5 separate regions of the Mus musculus genome follow, and regions 2, 3, 4 and 5 are each linked to region 1. Evidence: chromatin contacts called from public HiCAR-type, HiChIP or PLAC-seq and promoter capture Hi-C data. All regions are on one chromosome and are shown on one strand. The core of a region is the stretch at or near the end of the contact, and the rest is flanking DNA. Distances in the headings are between cores, read along the strand shown.

Region 1 (3,084 bases), core at 238-2,737:
AAATGAATGGATAAACAAATAAATAAACTACTTGGCAGTATACTGCACAGTTGCTTTAGAGAGTTACAGTTAAATGCCTACTTAAAAGAAATTAATATTCTAAGTAAATAATTTCCAGAGCCTCCTCTCTTCTGCGGGAGCTTACTCCATTTCTCTATAAAATTTGCTCACTTGCAGAGGGGGGGTGAGGTACACACTAGTACTCTTTTGGCTTAAAAGAATCTGGGACAGTTACAAGTGGAAGGAAACATGACTTATATTAAAATTTAAAGATTAAAACTTGGCCTGAACATTTAACTCCCCAAACTGTTATGTTTGCTCAATGACAATCTGTTACCATTACATAAAAACAAAATTAGAAAGCATGTTATATTTTGCTTAATTTTGTATTTTTAGTAATTATTTGGGTAGACGTGTAACCTGCCCAAAATTCCCTTGGAAGAACTTAGGTTTTCTGCCTATTTAAGTTTCAACAGTTTGCTAATTTTAAAGTCATTCGTACTCAGAACACAGGCTTTTTTTTGGGGTGGTGTTTTAGTTTTCTGTGTTAGGGGCCAAGGACCTCATTGTGTTCATGAACTGTTGTGAACAACTTTTTTGCTCAATCAATGACAATCTGTCACCATTACATAAAAGCAAAAAACAAACGTTTGAAAGTGTGTTATATATTGCTTAATTTTATATTTGCTAAACCTAAGAGTGCTCTCCAAAGACAGATTCTGCACCCGCCTATTCTCACTTGAACTGTTTCCTTTATCGAATTTGTACCCTTCCTGTGCATGGCTGTTAAGACAGATAAGCCCTGATTAAAGAGTAAGGACAAAACTAACGGACATTTAAGGATGGGTTTAAATCAAGACTCCTCCTTCCTCACGTATGAGAACATCTCCTTATCACTTCCTAGACTGATACTATTCTGCCCATGGACTCTAAGGTCCTGTATCATGGCAGAGCCTGAATCTCTTCACTTTTGTAAACAGCCTAGAAAAAAAAAAATGCCTTTTCCGGAACCTAAAAACAGGCGCTTTCTCTTCGCTTAGGAGAGATTCGGTCTAAGTTCATTTCCTGCCACTACTTCAAATATATATATATTTTTGGACTTTGCTGCCAATAACCTACCCCTTGCCTAAATTAGGCAACTTCACAGCAAAACATAGCGTAGCACGAAATATATCCAAGAACTAAGTTACAAAGAGGTCTGTCAGTCAAAAAACGTGAACCAGGTCCACTGTCATCAGTGCGGAAGGAAAACGCACGCTAACCCTGAGCGCATCCCTCCACCCCGCCGGCTCCACAGACGAGGCAGAAGCGCAAGCTGCGGCGACCAGGGCTCCTGAAAGCGATGGCAGAGACGACGCCCAGCTCCTATCCGCCCAGCAGACAGCCGCGGACCCACGCGCCGGAACCGGCACCACCACGAACCTGTCAGCCGCTCCGCGCGTAAAAACCTTCCCGCCGCCCGGCATGCAGCGCCCACCCTTCCGGATCAGCCCCCTCCACCAATCACAAGCCATTGCCTTCTCTGATTGGCTGCGTGGTGCGGCGTCCGGGTGCACATCCGAACAAGAGCGCGTGCTATTGGTCTCGCTGCAGCCAATGGAGCGCGGCCTTGCGGCCCGGCGGCGGCGGCTGCGTGTTTCCGGAAGACGTGGCGGCTCGGGCCCGGGCGGCGTCGCCGAGGCTCTTCTCCGGACCAGGCTTCGCAGCGTGGGCCCCGAAGCACCGCGGTCCTCGCCGCCGCCACCATGATCTCCCTCACGGATACGCAGAGTAAGCGCTGCCGGGCCCCAGCGTTGGCCGGTGCTCCCGCCTCAGCCTCTGCTCCGCCCCGCAATGAATGGAGCGAGCGCGCGTGGGGCGGCGGCCCGCGGGAGGGAGGGGGCCGTGACGGGAGGACCGCCGACCTGCCTCGGCCCAAGTGCCGCCGCCGCCTTCGCCCCGGTGGCACCCGTGCTCTGTCCCACGGAACAGCCGTCGGACCAAGTTTCCGGGGTGGCGGGAATGGGACTGTCCGCCCGCGCGGAGCGCCTGCAAGGCTGGGGTGGGCTGGGGGCGTAGAGAGCCGTGATCAGACTCCACTGTTACCTACCTACCCAAAATTCCCTTAACAAGGACTTCGGTTTTCCGCTCGTTTAAGTTTCAACCAAGTTTACTAATGTTAAAAAGTCACTTTGTGCTCTGAGCATTGACTTCGATGGTTTAGATTTCTGGGTTAGGAGCCAGGATCACACTGTAGGTTAACGAGGCTGGCCTTGCGCTCATTGTGTCAGTGCTAGCCTTCCCACTTGTAATCCTGCCCCGGTCTCTAAAGTTATGAGATTACAAGCATGAAGGACTCTGCCTGTCTGTACTGGGAAAGGATTTCTTTATTAGTGTTGTATTCTGTACTTCGTGGCGTGTTCTATTTTAGCATCCTGTTTCTGCCTATCTCATCATTCTGACCAGCTTTGCAGTCTTCAGTCTTGCCTTTTTTTTTTTTTTTGTAGCCCCAGAGATTAGAGCATCTCAGCCAAATGTTTCTGCAGACTAGCAGAGCGTTATCCCTATCTCCATCGTTTTCTCTGTGACTTCATTTTTCTATGTTTTCTTATCAATCTTAATTATTTTTCTATTTATAAATTCTACCCAAGCTGGTTACTTTTTAAAGATATCTTTATGGGTATGACCTCTTTTTGCCTCACTTTTGCTCATTACCATGAACTTTGTTTCTTCAAACTATATTCACCTTAGCTTTTCAAGATTCTAACATCCCACTGAAGTGAAACAAAAACCTTCCTTGAAGTTATTCTCAAGTGGAGTTTGAAGATTTAGATTCAAGTTGTGGCACACTGGAGTGTCACAGGTGCTTTATGAGTCCCTCCACACCCTGGCAGTCCCCTCTGTCTTACTGTGGACTGCACAGCTACCTTCTCTAGCCCAGGGGTGTTGTCTATTGGTCCAGTCAGGCTCCTTTGGTTCTAGTCAGAAATAAAAGTGTCCCTTTTTTCCCTACTGTCACTAAGTCTTGTGAACCTGTTTCAGTTTAGTGCAACATGTAGTTATATAGACAAGAGTGATCTTAATTGCTTGTTTAAATGAGTTTTT
Region 2 (3,084 bases), core at 276-2,775, 2.0 Mb before region 1:
CTAATGTGGGACATTTCCTGCCAGCTATTCATTGATTAAAAAAAAAAAAAAGTCATATTTTCCAGAGACTGGGTAGGAGATAAGATGTCAAAAAGTAATAAGGACTGAAATGAGGGAGCAGAATACAAACGAACCCAAAAGAGAAAACATTACAGCGATGGTATTTTTTTTTCCTCCTGTATATGCAGATGGACAGGAAAATTATAGCAGTAATTGCAGTCTCCGTTTCACCAGAGACGTATGGCCTTGGGGAATCAGGAGATAGGAGGAAAAGCCAATGAAAATGCACGCTCATCAGGAGCTTTGGCCAAGGGCATTCACCCTCCCTGTGCCTTGGTTTCCTTAAAGGTTGAAAAGCATCATTTACTTATTTCAGTTACTTGGGAAGATGAATGAGAGAATGCCTCAGAAGCATCCAAACTGGTCAGGGAAAAAAAAAAAAAAGGTGCTTCGAGAATGCCAAGTTGTACTGTTATTATTGAACTGTGTTTCCTCTGGGATGAGTCATTTGCTGCAAAGCCATGGAGACAATTCCAAGAGTGATGATGAAGGACCAGGGGCAGTAAGGAGCAAGCATAGCGCTCTTTACTGGTGCAAGGGAGGTCTTACTAGCAGTGAACCCTTCCTTTGTTCAAAGGACAAGGGGGCCGGGGGTGCCAAGGCATTAAAAATACTATACAGCAACGTATTCATTCGAGTAGACTCTTGGAAATCTATAGGCGATTTGAATTCAGACTTTGCCATTTTTCACCATAACCCTGGGCACAATCACCTTTGTTCCTTTACGTTTCTTTGCCCCTCTCAGTGAAACGGAGACAATCATAGTTCGAAGGGATTTAAATGTCCACCACCCCAAGGACTCCGTAAAGTTAAGTTGCCCTTGTAATAAATGAGAGAGATTGGGAGCCTAGAAATTCACGTTGATAATCAAGTGCATCTTTTTTAAGAAAGGAAAAGGCAAGTTTTTATTTTCTAAACTATTATATGGCTCAGAAGCTTAGAAAGGAAAAAAAAAAAACCACCAGTAACAAAAAGACCTTAAGTCTGAATCAGTCCCATTTCAGTGGTCCGAGCTCACTCGCGGACCCTCCTTTATTTGGCACGCCACACACCAGAAAAGCCTTTCCCAAAAGCAGTTTTCCATTTCAACGCCCGGCGTCTCCCAGAGAAGCCCCGGGCTAGGCAGGCAGTAGCTGATTCAAAACCTCACAGGTTCGGAGCCCAGCCCTCCGGGCGGGCGCCGGCGGGACCCGACCCCGGAACCTTCGCGCGGCGCGGGCGGGGCACGGGGGAGGGCTTTGGCGGGGGCGCGGCGCCGCTTCGCCCAGCCTCCGAGCGAGCGAGCGAGCGAGCGCAGCGCGGGCCGGCGGCCGGCCGCGGAGGATGCCGAGGGGCGGCGACGCAGGCCGGACTCAGCCGGGGCGGCGGGGAGGGCGCCGCCCGAGGGGGTAGGGCGGCCGCGGGGGCGCGCTCGGGCCGGGCCGCGCGCCCTGCGCTCCTTTCGCTCGCTCGCTCGCTCGCTCGCTCGCGCCCTCCTTCCTCAGCGGCGGCGGCAGCACAAGGCGGCGGCGGCGGCGGCCGGGGAGCAGACATGGCGGCCGACCTGAACCTGGAGTGGATCTGCTCGCTGCCGCGCTCCTGGACGTACGGGATCACTAGGGGCGGCCGCGTCTTCTTCATCAAGTGAGCGGGCGGGGGAGGCGCCGCCGGGCGGCTGGGGGGAGCGGTGGGAGCGAGCGGGCCGGGGGCCCCCGTGGGTCGCCCCTCGCGCCGCTCAGCGCCTGTCCCTTCTCTTCCCTGCAGCGAGGAGGCCAAGAGCACCACCTGGCTACACCCGGTCACCGGCGAGGCCGTGGTCACCGGGCACCGGCGGCAGAGCACAGGTAGGGCCGGCCGGGGCTGCGGCTCCGGGCCACCTGGCGGGGTTGGAGGGGCTCCGGGCTCCGCGCGACTGAGTCCCGGGGCGCCTATTCTTCTCCGCCTTTTCATCAGCGCTTGGAGACGGCGCCCTCTTCCTGGCGCCCTGGTCCCCATCCTTTCCCGGACGCCCCCCGAGGATGGGCGACGCCCCTCTACCCCGGATCGCCCCCGTCTCCGCCTCCAGCACCCTTTAGGAAGTCCTCACCCGCTCCCCTTTGCTCCCCGCATCCCAGCACCCCTGCGGTGAGACGGTCCCGCATCCTCGCCCTGCTCCCCAGAGAACTGCTTTCTGCCAAGCAGCTTCCTCCTCCACCACCTCCTACTTCTCCTAAGTGGGACTGTGGGTAGGTGACTGATGGAAGAGTTAGGGGTGCTGCGGTGCCCCCCCACCATGTGATCCAAACACCGGTGAGTCCCCTCCTGCTACCCGAGTAGCCGCTGGAGTTAGGACGCTGGAGCGGGCGCCGCAGCCAGTGATCCCGGCTCAAAAGTCCCCGGTAGCCGCAGCCAAGCTCCACGTACCACCAGCAGGCGGTGGGCGAGCCAGGGCGGTCCCGCGTGGGGGGCCTTCGGGCCCCAGTTCCACGAGGAAATGCATCTCGGGTTGCTTTGATAGCTTTCTTGAATGTTTAGCATGAGTTGAGCTGGAGGAGGGCTTGTGGTGGTTTCAGTGCTGGTCTGGCTTTCTTTTGTCATTCTTTGTTTACATTCACCCAACTTGTTTGCCTGAAACGTAACGTGAGTTCTCATACTGGCCCGCCTCTATTCCGGGTGACTGCAAAGGCTTGAGAACAGTTGGGTCGAAGGTGAGGCCCAGTTCTGTCTCTCCCTCTGGGTACTTTTCTCGCCAGCTCCGAGGTTCTGAGGATCTCCTATTAAAGTTGCCAGAAGGGTGAACAAACCTGCCTTTTCTGCTAAACGCTGGAGTTCAGTGAAGTGACTAATAATGTGTCCAAATTTGCACAAGTGTGGAGGAGGAAAGGGAAGGCTGCTGTAGCAGGCATGATGAGGTTACATTTTTAGGGCATTTCTGACTAATAAACCGTCATGTTTCCTAACTCTCTGCACTCTTTAGCTTCAGCCTGTTTACTGTACGCATTTGCAACTTTGATAGCCTCGTTACCCTTGTGGATATGGGCACGTTTATTTCATGGAAGACAATAT
Region 3 (3,084 bases), core at 223-2,722, 1.7 Mb before region 1:
TCCCTGGGGGCCGACAAGGACCCTGGAAGGGAAGGTGAAGCTGAAGTTTCTAGATCACTCTTCACCCTTCAAGGCCCCAGTGATGCGTCATGCAGTCCGACCAGCCACACTCGTAGATGCCAACCCCTTGCATAGCTGCCAGCTTGTGTTTCAAGACCCATCAGCTCCTCTGTGGGAGACGCTGAGGATTCAGATACCATTCACCCTGAGGCAAGCAGTGTTTCCCACCCTTGCAAAGATCCATTCCTTCTTGTTAATTGATTGGCATAGCACATTTCCACACAGGTGAATCCATCTGTGGTCGCTCCTCATGCAGCCTAAGAGCCCTCAGGTTTTCCGCGAACAGTGTGGGCATGAATGTTAAAGGCAAAGAAAGAGCTCTGGGCCATACCCACACTCACAGCCTGATGCTGGGAGGCCAGAGCTGGAGCCAGCCTCTCCGGTGAGCCTGTTTTCCGAGTCTGGCGAACTGAACACATGAGAATTCGTAAATGTGAATCAAGGGTGCCGAAGAGGATGGGAAAGCAAGATAGGATGGGAACGGAGTAGCAAGAGCATGTTAGGGGACTTGCATGGACGTCTGGGGTATTCCAAGAATGCTGTGGGCTAACGGGATTGTGGGAACTCCACTGGGAAGCTGCTGACTATTTCTGTGGGAAAGTGTGTTCCTGACTTTCAACTCTGGATGTCTGGGACGTGTCTCCACTGTCACCATTCCCGAGGGATTCACAGGAATTCTGCTCTTTGATGTCAAAGATGGGGGCTGCAGTCAGGCTCCGTACAGTAAGAACACATGGTGGATGTGAGCGTTGGTTGAGTTTTATCCCCGCGGAGAAGGGAAGTTTTCTAGCAATAAGAGTGGCATCTCTAGTGCCAGAATCCTAGTTATATGTATCCTATGGAAAGACAAGAAGCTTGGAAGCTGTTGGAATGGAGCCCAGAGCTCAGGACCGGGGGAAACAGCCAGAGTTCTGTTGCCTGTATGCGAGGCTTGGTTTCTTCCCGTACTGGCTAGGAATCTGTACGGCTGACAGTATCCCGACAGTATCTCCACTCCTGGACTATCTTCAAAGCCTATCCGGCAACAAGTGTGACATTGATGCAGTGTCTCATTTCCCTTTTCACTCTGGAGACAAGGGAAATTGGCTCTGTGCCTGGGCAGACCCTGAGAAGCTTTGCAAGCGGGCAAATCTCAGTGTGACCAGCACCTGGCAGGCTCTGCCTTTGCTTCCAGAGAGTGTTATTTCTCGGTGGTTTAATTGGTTAGAACCAGAAACCAAATATCTTACCTATCATTCATAGATTTAGTTTACAAAAACAAAAACAAACAAACAAAAAAACCCAATAAGACAAAAAACCAAACCAAACCAAACAAAACCTCCTGAAAAATAGCAACAGTGACTAAGCTTTTCCCAATACCACTGCCTGTATACAGTGACTTACATGCACTGAGAGCTGCATGTGATGTGTTTCATAAGTGTGTCTGGTGATATCACAGTGATGAAGTTGCCTGATGATGCGTTTCTCAGCACGCACCACCATGATCGAGTGACTCAATGCTGTATGAATTCACATGCACACAGAAATGGAAGGGTTAGGCGTTACAGAAAGAAGCTGAGTGGCTAGCCCCTCCCCTATTCTGTCTTTAGAAATGTAATTTGCTAGGGGCTGGGCTCAAAGGTAGAGCACTGGCTAGAACAGTACTGAGGCTGACTCTATCTTTGAATGGCGCTGTATACACGCCCGCATGCTTAGACAGCCTTCCTAGCTGAGGTGCTCTGTTCTCAGCACCTGTCTCATGGCCTGCACTGTGCATTTTACATTCAGGGGTGTGAGCACATGGGAGCCATCTGTGGGAACCATGTCAGAGGACTTCTACAGAAACTGAAGGTAGACCAGAGGCCTTTCCAATCGTGAGCTATACCATGGACTCGGGCACTTACCAGTAACAGAAAAGGACATTTGGGGGCTGGAGAGATGGCTCAGCAGTTGGAAGCACTGACTGCTCTTCCAGAGGACTCAGGTTCAATTCCTAACACCCACATGGCAGCTCACAGCTGTCTGTAACTCCTTCACACAGATTTACATGCTGGGAAAGCATGAATGCACATACAACAAGTTATGTTTTTTTAAAGGAAGTTATGACATTAAATGGAGGGGTAAATTCGTTCCATCTTGGGAAGTATGGACCATGATTTTGTTTCAAAGGACATGTTGGCCTCTAGTCAGGGTTGAGACTGCTGCTCAGCACCAGGTGGGTTTTTTCGGGTTTGTTTTGTTTTTTAATGGACTAGAATAGGTAAGATCTCACTGTTCTGGCTCTTCTGACTGGAGGAGGAGAATATGGACTGTAACTGTGTAGCTGCTTCAGGCCTTTAGTTGAAGACCAGCTTTGGGTTATATGAGCCACTGTCCCAAGGGGAGGGAATGAAAAAGATTTACAGAACTAAGGCTGTTGGCCATGATTGTTTAGGACTGAATTTTGGTGAGGAATGATCAAGATGACTTTGTACCCCCTCCTCCATCCCTCCTTTCCACCCCCTCCCTCTCTCTTCAAACACATAGACCACACTAGCTTTAACCTCACGGAGACCCACCCACCTGCCTTTGTCTCCCCAGAGCTGGGATTAAAGGTTAACTGGCCTAATTTTACCCCTTTGCTCTAAGAATTAATAATGGGCTGAGGTGGTAAACCCACCATTTGGGAGGCAGAGGCAGAAGCAGGTGGGTCTCTGAATTCAAGGCCAGCTTAGGCTATTAAGATTCTCACTCAAACATAAAAATAAATAAATAAGTAAATAAATAAATGAATGGATCACGAGAGCATCATACAGGAGGGTAAACTCAGCATACCCCCTGCCAGCAGGATGTAGCAGCAATGCTACAGTTTATCTTTGTTTTTATTTATTTACATGTATTTACATTTATTTATTTTGAGACAAGGTCTTGCTATGTAGATCTGGTGGTTCTGGTACTCATAGTGTATGCCCCCCCCCCAACTCCCCACCATTGGCCTTGAACTTGTAACTCAGTTCTCCTGAGTTCTGGGCGTATGTCCACCTCCCAACTCTTCTCTTTCCACGT
Region 4 (3,084 bases), core at 281-2,780, 1.7 Mb before region 1:
AATTGCAGCTTGAAACATCATTACCCTGAAAACGCCGTTTGGGGTGACGGCTTTTAACTTCGCAAGTTTTCTTTGTAACTTAATGATTAATTTCTGCTGTTACCTTATTCTCAACAGCTCTGGCCTAGATCGTTTTGAATTTTGTGGTTAATGAGAATTTTTTTCTTTCACTTGATATATATATGTGTGTGTGTGTGTGTGTGTGTGTGTAGTTGAATTTTAGGCAATGGCTTGAAAAATGACACATATTATCCAGTTTTGGTAAATATAATTCTGGGGGAAACTATATCTGCATGTCCAAAGTTCCTCTGGGTTTCTAGGACACACTATATTGCTTTACATGTTTGTCTAGTTTAAATCTCCTTTCCCCTTCTCCTTCCTCCCTCCTCCCTCCTCCCCCTCGCTCCTCTCTCCCCCTTTCTCCCCCTCTTCTTTATCGTCCTCTTTCCCATCCCTTCTTATTGACAGAGGTTATGCTCTGTTACCCAGCCTGGTCTCAAATTTTTGAGTTCAAGGCTGTGAGAGTGCAAGCAAGTCTGTGTCCTGAGGGAAGCCAGGGCGGTGGCTAACAAAACAACAGCAGCAACAACAACAGCAACAACAACAACAGCAGCAGCAACAACAACACCACAAAACTGCTTAAAAAACAGCAACTCAAGCTAGGCAGAGTGAAACATGGCTATAGACCTAGTGCTGAGGAGGCAGAGGCAGGAGGATCATAAGAGTTTGAGGCAGCCTGGATGACGTGGTGGTAAGTCCAGCTCAGGCCAGCCTGAGCTAGAGTGAGACTGTTTTAAAACAAACAAACAATCAAAAAACCCCCAAAAGTAAGAAACACAAGCAAACCCCAGACAACAATGTACTCCAAGTGCATGTTGGATTGCATGTGTTGACAACATATTTTCCTTCCTGCAGGGACATGCACTACAGATACCCTGCTCAGATCTCTTGGTCAGTAGAAAACTGTACTTCCTAAGAAAGGACATTAAGCCATCTCCATGAGACAAAGGAAGGTTCCCTGCGGTCTGTGATTCCTTCAGCCCATCAGGAATCCTTTGGGGTGGGAGGTGTGTAACCACAGGCGGAGGGCCGCCTTCTAAGGAGGAAAAGCTATGGGTGTTTCTGCTGACCTAAGGCAGCTGGTACCCGGCCTTGGCTAAGTGGTCTCAAGGAATGGGGCTTGCTTCCTTATTAAATTAAGAGCTCAGTTGTCAGGGCTCTGCACAGAGCATGGGGGAGGGGGTCCCCAGGCTTCTCCCTCTGCCCTGGCCGTCACTAATGCAGCAGAGTGGGTCCGAGAGAACTCCAAGGAAGGGCATTCAGGGCTTTGCAGTATGAGACTGTGGAGGTGGTGGGGACAGGGGTTCTCTCCAGGAATCCTCTTCTATGGACCTCAGCATTGTATGGGGCCTGGGATACTTCCTGCGTCAACACTGAAAAGGCCTGTAAGTTAAGGGCTGGAAAGGTAACTCAGTGATGAAGGACACCTACTGTTCTTACAGAGGAACCAAGCTGTGTGGCTCACAGCCACCTGTAATTCTGGCTCTCTGGGGACCACTGCCCTCTTCTGGACCCTGCTAGCACTTACTCCACCTCCAACAGACATGATTAAAAAGAAATTTTTTTTGTATGGGTTTTTTTTTTTTTTTGAGGCAGGGTTTCTCTGTGTTGCCCTGGCTGTCCTGGAACTCACTCTGTAGACCAGCAGGCTGGCCTTGAACTCAGAAATCCACCTGCCTCTGCCTCCAAGTGCTGGGATTAAAGGCATGCGCCATCACGCCAAGCTGAAAATAAATATTTTAAAAAGAGAGAATATGTTCAAGTTTGGGCAACTTTTAGCATACTATCAATTAGTTCATTTTCCCTTTTAATCGAATGCCTTTTGGACATATATTGTCTATTGTGACACAAACACAGGGACAGGCTACCGTACTGTTAGGGCTGCCTAACAGTGAGCTTGGCACACGATTTTGAGGGGTTTCTTTAAAGCAAAGGACATATTGAAATCACCTTAACATCCCTAGGGCCTACTTTACTGACTCTACTTTACCAGAGAGGTCCTAGTTTTCTGGTCCCATAGCCCCCCTCCTACTGTTTGAAGCTCAGGGTTTCCTTCAGACTTGTAAGGTCTGAGTGACTCATGGGTACGCCAAGGACCCAGCCAGGGGCGCACTCTGCATTCAAAACCCAAGGCTCTCAAATGAACCCAGTTTTGTTTAAGCCTGACCAAATAGGTATTGAAAATCGTAGTGGAAGGACGCCTGAGGTTATCAGCCCATTTCCCACCTTATTGAGTTCCTGTCACAGTTGCCTGAAGAATGTCCAATGACTTAATTTAATTCATTTGCTTTCTGAGAACTAGACAGGAAAGAAAATTCCCACCAAAATAAGAACTTCAAACTAAATAGATGTAAGGATTCAAAGGTAGAGCGAGAAATCTGAAATAATCGTGCTGAGACATTGATTTGATGTTATAGAAAGGATCAAATGTTCTGATAAACTCCCTTGTAATTACAAATAATTAAAAAAAAATAGGCTGAAGAAAATTGTGATTTCCAGCTGGGTGGTGGTGGCTCACACCTTTAATCCCAGCACTTGGGAGGCAGAGGCAGGTGGATCTCTGAGTTCAAGGCCAGCCTGGTCTACAAAGTGAGTTCCAGGACAGCCAGGACTATACAGAGAAACCCTGTCTTGGAAAAAAAAAAATCCAACCCCCCCAAACAAACAAACAAACAAACAAAACACAAAAAAGAAAGAAAGAAAAAAAAAGAAAGAAAGAAAGAAAGGAGGGAGGGAGGGAAGGAGGGAGGAAAGAAAGAAAGAAAGAAAGAAAGAAAGAAAGAAAGAAAGAAAGAAAGAAAGAAGAAAAGAAAGAAAGAAAGAAAATCATGATTTCGAAACCAGAAATGACTAGAACACCAGCAGGAATCAGGAAACCCGATCGGTACCTTTAAAATGCCACATAACCTGGGGGAGGGGGAGGGCAGAACGAATAGAGTACTTGCTGCGCACGTTGGAGGGTTTGAGTTCATATCCTCGGAATCCACAGAAAACAGGACTCTCGAGGTAAGGGGCCTGTGTGAT
Region 5 (3,084 bases), core at 344-2,843, 1.6 Mb before region 1:
AATCAAGTCTTACTCCACCCATCTTGTTCCATTTGATTGATGTCGATGTCATTTATGATGGTGAATACTGACCGTCAGCTTGGCAGGATCTAGAACTCTTTAGGAGTCAAACCTCCCGGTGTGTCTGTGAGGGAAGCTTCTAGATTGCATTAAATTAGGTGGGCAGACCTTCTCTCACTGTGAGAGCCACCAGTCTATGAGCTGGTGTCCCAGACTGGATCAAAAGCATTGATCGAAGCATCAGCATCCATTTCTCTGCTTCCTCACATGCAGTACCTGTGACCGGTTGCCTATGATTTGGTTGCTCTGTCTTCTGGGTCGATCCTAACAGACTATACTCCCTGAGTTTGAGATAGTTGTAGATAGAATCCAGATGGTAGTTAATTGAGACAAACAGAATTGGCCCTGTCAACAATCAGTCAAAGAGGTGCCGTCTGAACGACTGGCTATTGACATAATCTGGTAGAGGGGATATTATTGCCTGTAGTTGTGTACCCTCTGCTAAGCCCGCCAGGCTCCCAGGGCAGGGCTCCAATTCCAGGGTCACACTGGTGGCCTTGGTTAATGTCAGTGTCCCAAAACAAAACAAACAGATATAAATGTGCAAGACAGGTTTGCAGAGAGGGTGGGCAGGGATGGGAGGAAGTTGAGGGGCCAATATGCAAAATTATAAAACTAAAAAATGCTGGGACCCCACATGAAGTAAATACAGTGGTTGTTCTGAAAAGGTCAGCTCAGGAACTTTGGGAAGGTCATGAAACACTTACCTCTCCAGAAGGGAGAGGTTAATTAACATTCCTCAAACCACAGGACTGTTGCCCATGTTTAGACATGGGAAGTCCTTGTCACCTCATTCCCTAAAGGCCAATCAGTTTAAAGGGTGTACTGTTCCACCAATCATATTGTGCCTAGTTGCTGATGCTCTATTCTGCCCCTGGAAACCAAATAAAAACTCAGGTGAATGGGTACCAGGAGTCGCTCCCTCTCCTTTGGGTCTGGGACGACCCCAGTACACTGGAACAATAAATTCCTCCTACTTTTTCATTGATCCTGGCTCCATGTGGTTTACTTGGGGGTCCCCGGTAAGCTAGGGCTCCCGGAGTCTTACAGTTCTAGGTCACTGTTAGGTAGTGAAGAAGAGGGAACTAACACACTTGTCAAGAACCAGTGAGACTTCAAGGGTTGAGGTTCTATTTTTTTCTTCCTCTCCTCCATCTTGCTCCTCCTCCTTATTCATTAAAAGGAAAGACTCTTAGTATAGAGGGGGTTAAGTCTTTGATGGAGTAATATTTAAGATGTTAATAAAGAAAAAAAAGGAAACCAAGGGGAGAGGGAGAGGGAGAGGGAGAGGGAGAGGGAGAGAGAGAGGGAGAGAGAGAGAGAGAGAGAGAGAGAGAGAGAGAGAGAGAGAGAGAGAGAGAGAGAGAGAGAGAGAGAGAGAGAGAGAGAGAGAGAGAGAGAGAGAGAGAGAGAGAGAATACTGTTTATAAGAAGTCAGGAAGCCATAGGGTGAATGCCAAGGACTGAAGATTAATTCTGCTCTGGAAAGGGGTCCATTGTTTCCAAGAAAGGAAGAGAGGAGGAGGTTAAAGGACATAAAACTCAGCTTCGAATTCTTCTAAGTGAGGTAATCTATTCAGACTAAAGATAGCACCACCATGCCCTGGGAGAACTGAAACAAACATTCTGTAGAATTCTACAAGGCTGTTTGATAATAATTTAATTAGGGATAACTAGGATAATTTAGCAAAAACCAAGAGATGAGCTGGAACAATATTAATTTAGGGAGAAGATATTAAAAGAGCAAGGTTGAAATTTGTCTCCATTTTGGTACAATTAGAAGCTCTGCTGGTCTAGTCTTCCAGATACCAAACTCTGAGGTAGAAATACAAAAGCTTGAAGGTTCTCATGGGAGTGGGCTCAGGATAAACACGCTGGAGGAAGGCAGAGCAGAAAGACCTGATTAGCTGTTAGACAATCTTATCAAACGCCAGGGGAAAGGGTACATGCTTGGCTGATTTGTCCTGCACTGAGGTGAAAGGCCAGGCTGTTAAAATGCTATCTTAATCAGTCATTGATTCAGGTGGCTTCTGGTAGATGGCGAGAGAAACTGACATTGTGTGAGGAGGCTTTCCTCAGCCAGTGTCAATTTCTAGAATGTTCTGATGGGTGGCAGATTGTTAGCTGATAACACTTTAGCAGCGGGAGAGATGAATCTATGGTCTTAAAGGGATGGGGTTCAATGTTTAGCAATCACTTCACTCTTGTGCTACTCAAATATGCCTTAAGCTATCATCTCCAAGAGAAGAGCTTTCAGGGCTGTGCTGAGTTGCCTTCTAGTGAGGTAAGCTGTCCAGGCAAACTGGGTGCCTGTTGTAGAAATCTCTGCTTGGGTGGCAATTACTTCCTCTGTTACCTGTGTTGCCCTCAGCTTCTACCTTTGGCCTAAATGGCTTAAGTTTGGTGTGGGTTTCCAGACCTTAGCATGTCTCTTGTAGTCTGTAGCTCCTGTAGTCATCAGTTTACTTTCTAATTTGGGATAAAGAAGACTCAGAGATGCCTGGCTGGGTCACTTGGGTATAGAATAAAGTGCTTCCTGCCTGCCTGTCTTCCCTTGTCCTGATGATCATTGTTAACTGTTCTACTCTGAATCATGTTCTCTCTCCCTCCCTCCCTCCTCCCTCTTTCCTTCCCTTTCTCCCTCTCTCCCTCTTTCCCTCCCACCATCGAGTTGTGAACATTTATGTATTTGTTTTATTGAGAGCATGCCACAGCGGAGTTTGGAGGTTACAGGAGAACTTCCAGGCATCAGTTCTCTGCTTCTACCATGTGAACTCCGGGAAGTAAACTGTTTGTCAGGCTTGGCAGTATGCACCTTTACCTGCTGCGCCTTGATGCAAATCATACAATATTGCTTTGGTCCAAGAACTACAAGTGTCTAGGTACCAACCATGGACTGAAAGTTGCTAGGTCTCTTGGGAGCCGGGAACCCTAAATCTGTAGACAAGTGTGGGAGCCACTACTTCTGTGAGTGGATCGCTAAACGACTGTAAATGGCGTGACTTGTACGCTAGCCTCTTGTTC

The links. HiCAR-type assays count read pairs that join an accessible place to other places. HiChIP or PLAC-seq counts read pairs in DNA pulled down with a chosen protein or histone mark. Capture Hi-C pulls out chosen DNA fragments and counts their contacts.
Region 2: a contact with region 1 is called in a promoter capture Hi-C map of liver, with 3 times the contacts expected there. The contact joins the promoter of Plekha5 here to the promoter of Recql in region 1. A contact is called at or near these places in 4 of 39 promoter capture datasets (the 3T3-L1 cell line, the C10 cell line and pre-B cells), 1 of 115 datasets of contacts at active chromatin or transcription factors (astrocytes) and 1 of 9 other capture datasets (liver).
Region 3: a contact with region 1 is called in a HiCAR-type map of astrocytes, with 5 times the contacts expected there. The contact joins the enhancer-like site here to the promoter of Recql in region 1. A contact is called at or near these places in 1 of 39 promoter capture datasets (embryonic stem cells), 1 of 484 Hi-C or Micro-C datasets (muscle stem cells), 7 of 115 datasets of contacts at active chromatin or transcription factors (astrocytes, embryonic midbrain, embryonic stem cells and 4 more) and 1 of 9 other capture datasets (embryonic stem cells).
Region 4: an H3K27ac HiChIP or PLAC-seq map of thymic regulatory T cells shows a contact between it and region 1, with 9 times the contacts expected there. The contact joins the enhancer-like site here to the promoter of Recql in region 1. A contact is called at or near these places in 2 of 39 promoter capture datasets (embryonic stem cells and hippocampal neurons), 3 of 484 Hi-C or Micro-C datasets (B cells, CD4 T cells and CD8 T cells), 5 of 115 datasets of contacts at active chromatin or transcription factors (astrocytes, embryonic midbrain, large pre-B cells and 2 more) and 2 of 9 other capture datasets (adipose tissue and liver).
Region 5: an H3K27ac HiChIP or PLAC-seq map of extraembryonic endoderm stem cells shows a contact between it and region 1, with 6 times the contacts expected there. The contact joins the enhancer-like site here to the promoter of Recql in region 1. A contact is called at or near these places in 3 of 115 datasets of contacts at active chromatin or transcription factors (embryonic limb bud, extraembryonic endoderm stem cells and stem cell-derived neural progenitor cells) and 1 of 9 other capture datasets (embryonic stem cells).

What each region holds. Positions count from the first base shown.
Region 1 is chr6:142,385,600-142,388,683 of GRCm38.p6, forward strand. Recql (RecQ protein-like) reads right to left here and starts at 1,488. Exons shown (of 15, transcript NM_023042.3): 1 at 1,423-1,488. Golt1b (golgi transport 1B) reads left to right here and starts at 1,644. Exons shown (of 5, transcript NM_025872.4): 1 at 1,644-1,770. The coding sequence starts at 1,746.
Region 2 is chr6:140,422,574-140,425,657 of GRCm38.p6, forward strand. It overlaps Plekha5 (pleckstrin homology domain containing, family A member 5), which reads left to right and starts at 1,526. Exons shown (of 31, transcript NM_144920.3): 1 at 1,526-1,683; 2 at 1,804-1,883. The coding sequence starts at 1,592.
Region 3 is chr6:140,665,984-140,669,067 of GRCm38.p6, forward strand. It overlaps a transcript of Aebp2 not described here. Among named protein-coding and RNA genes, the nearest start is that of Gm30215, 13 kb to the right of the region's middle. Within about 2 kb of position 1,473, at least 68 of the 459 cell types and tissues checked have an H3K27ac peak or open chromatin away from gene starts, as enhancers often do. A contact at or near this core is called in astrocytes, forebrain, muscle stem cells and 1 more, where this site is marked.
Region 4 is chr6:140,708,356-140,711,439 of GRCm38.p6, forward strand. All of the region lies in intron 4 of Gm30215 (a long non-coding RNA gene), which reads left to right. Among named protein-coding and RNA genes, the nearest start is that of Gm30215, 30 kb to the left of the region's middle. Within about 2 kb of position 1,531, at least 44 of the 459 cell types and tissues checked have an H3K27ac peak or open chromatin away from gene starts, as enhancers often do. A contact at or near this core is called in CD8 T cells, memory CD8 T cells and thymic regulatory T cells, where this site is marked.
Region 5 is chr6:140,740,613-140,743,696 of GRCm38.p6, forward strand. All of the region lies in intron 4 of Gm30215 (a long non-coding RNA gene), which reads left to right. Among named protein-coding and RNA genes, the nearest start is that of Gm30215, 62 kb to the left of the region's middle. Within about 2 kb of position 1,594, at least 1 of the 459 cell types and tissues checked has an H3K27ac peak or open chromatin away from gene starts, as enhancers often do. A contact at or near this core is called in extraembryonic endoderm stem cells, where this site is marked.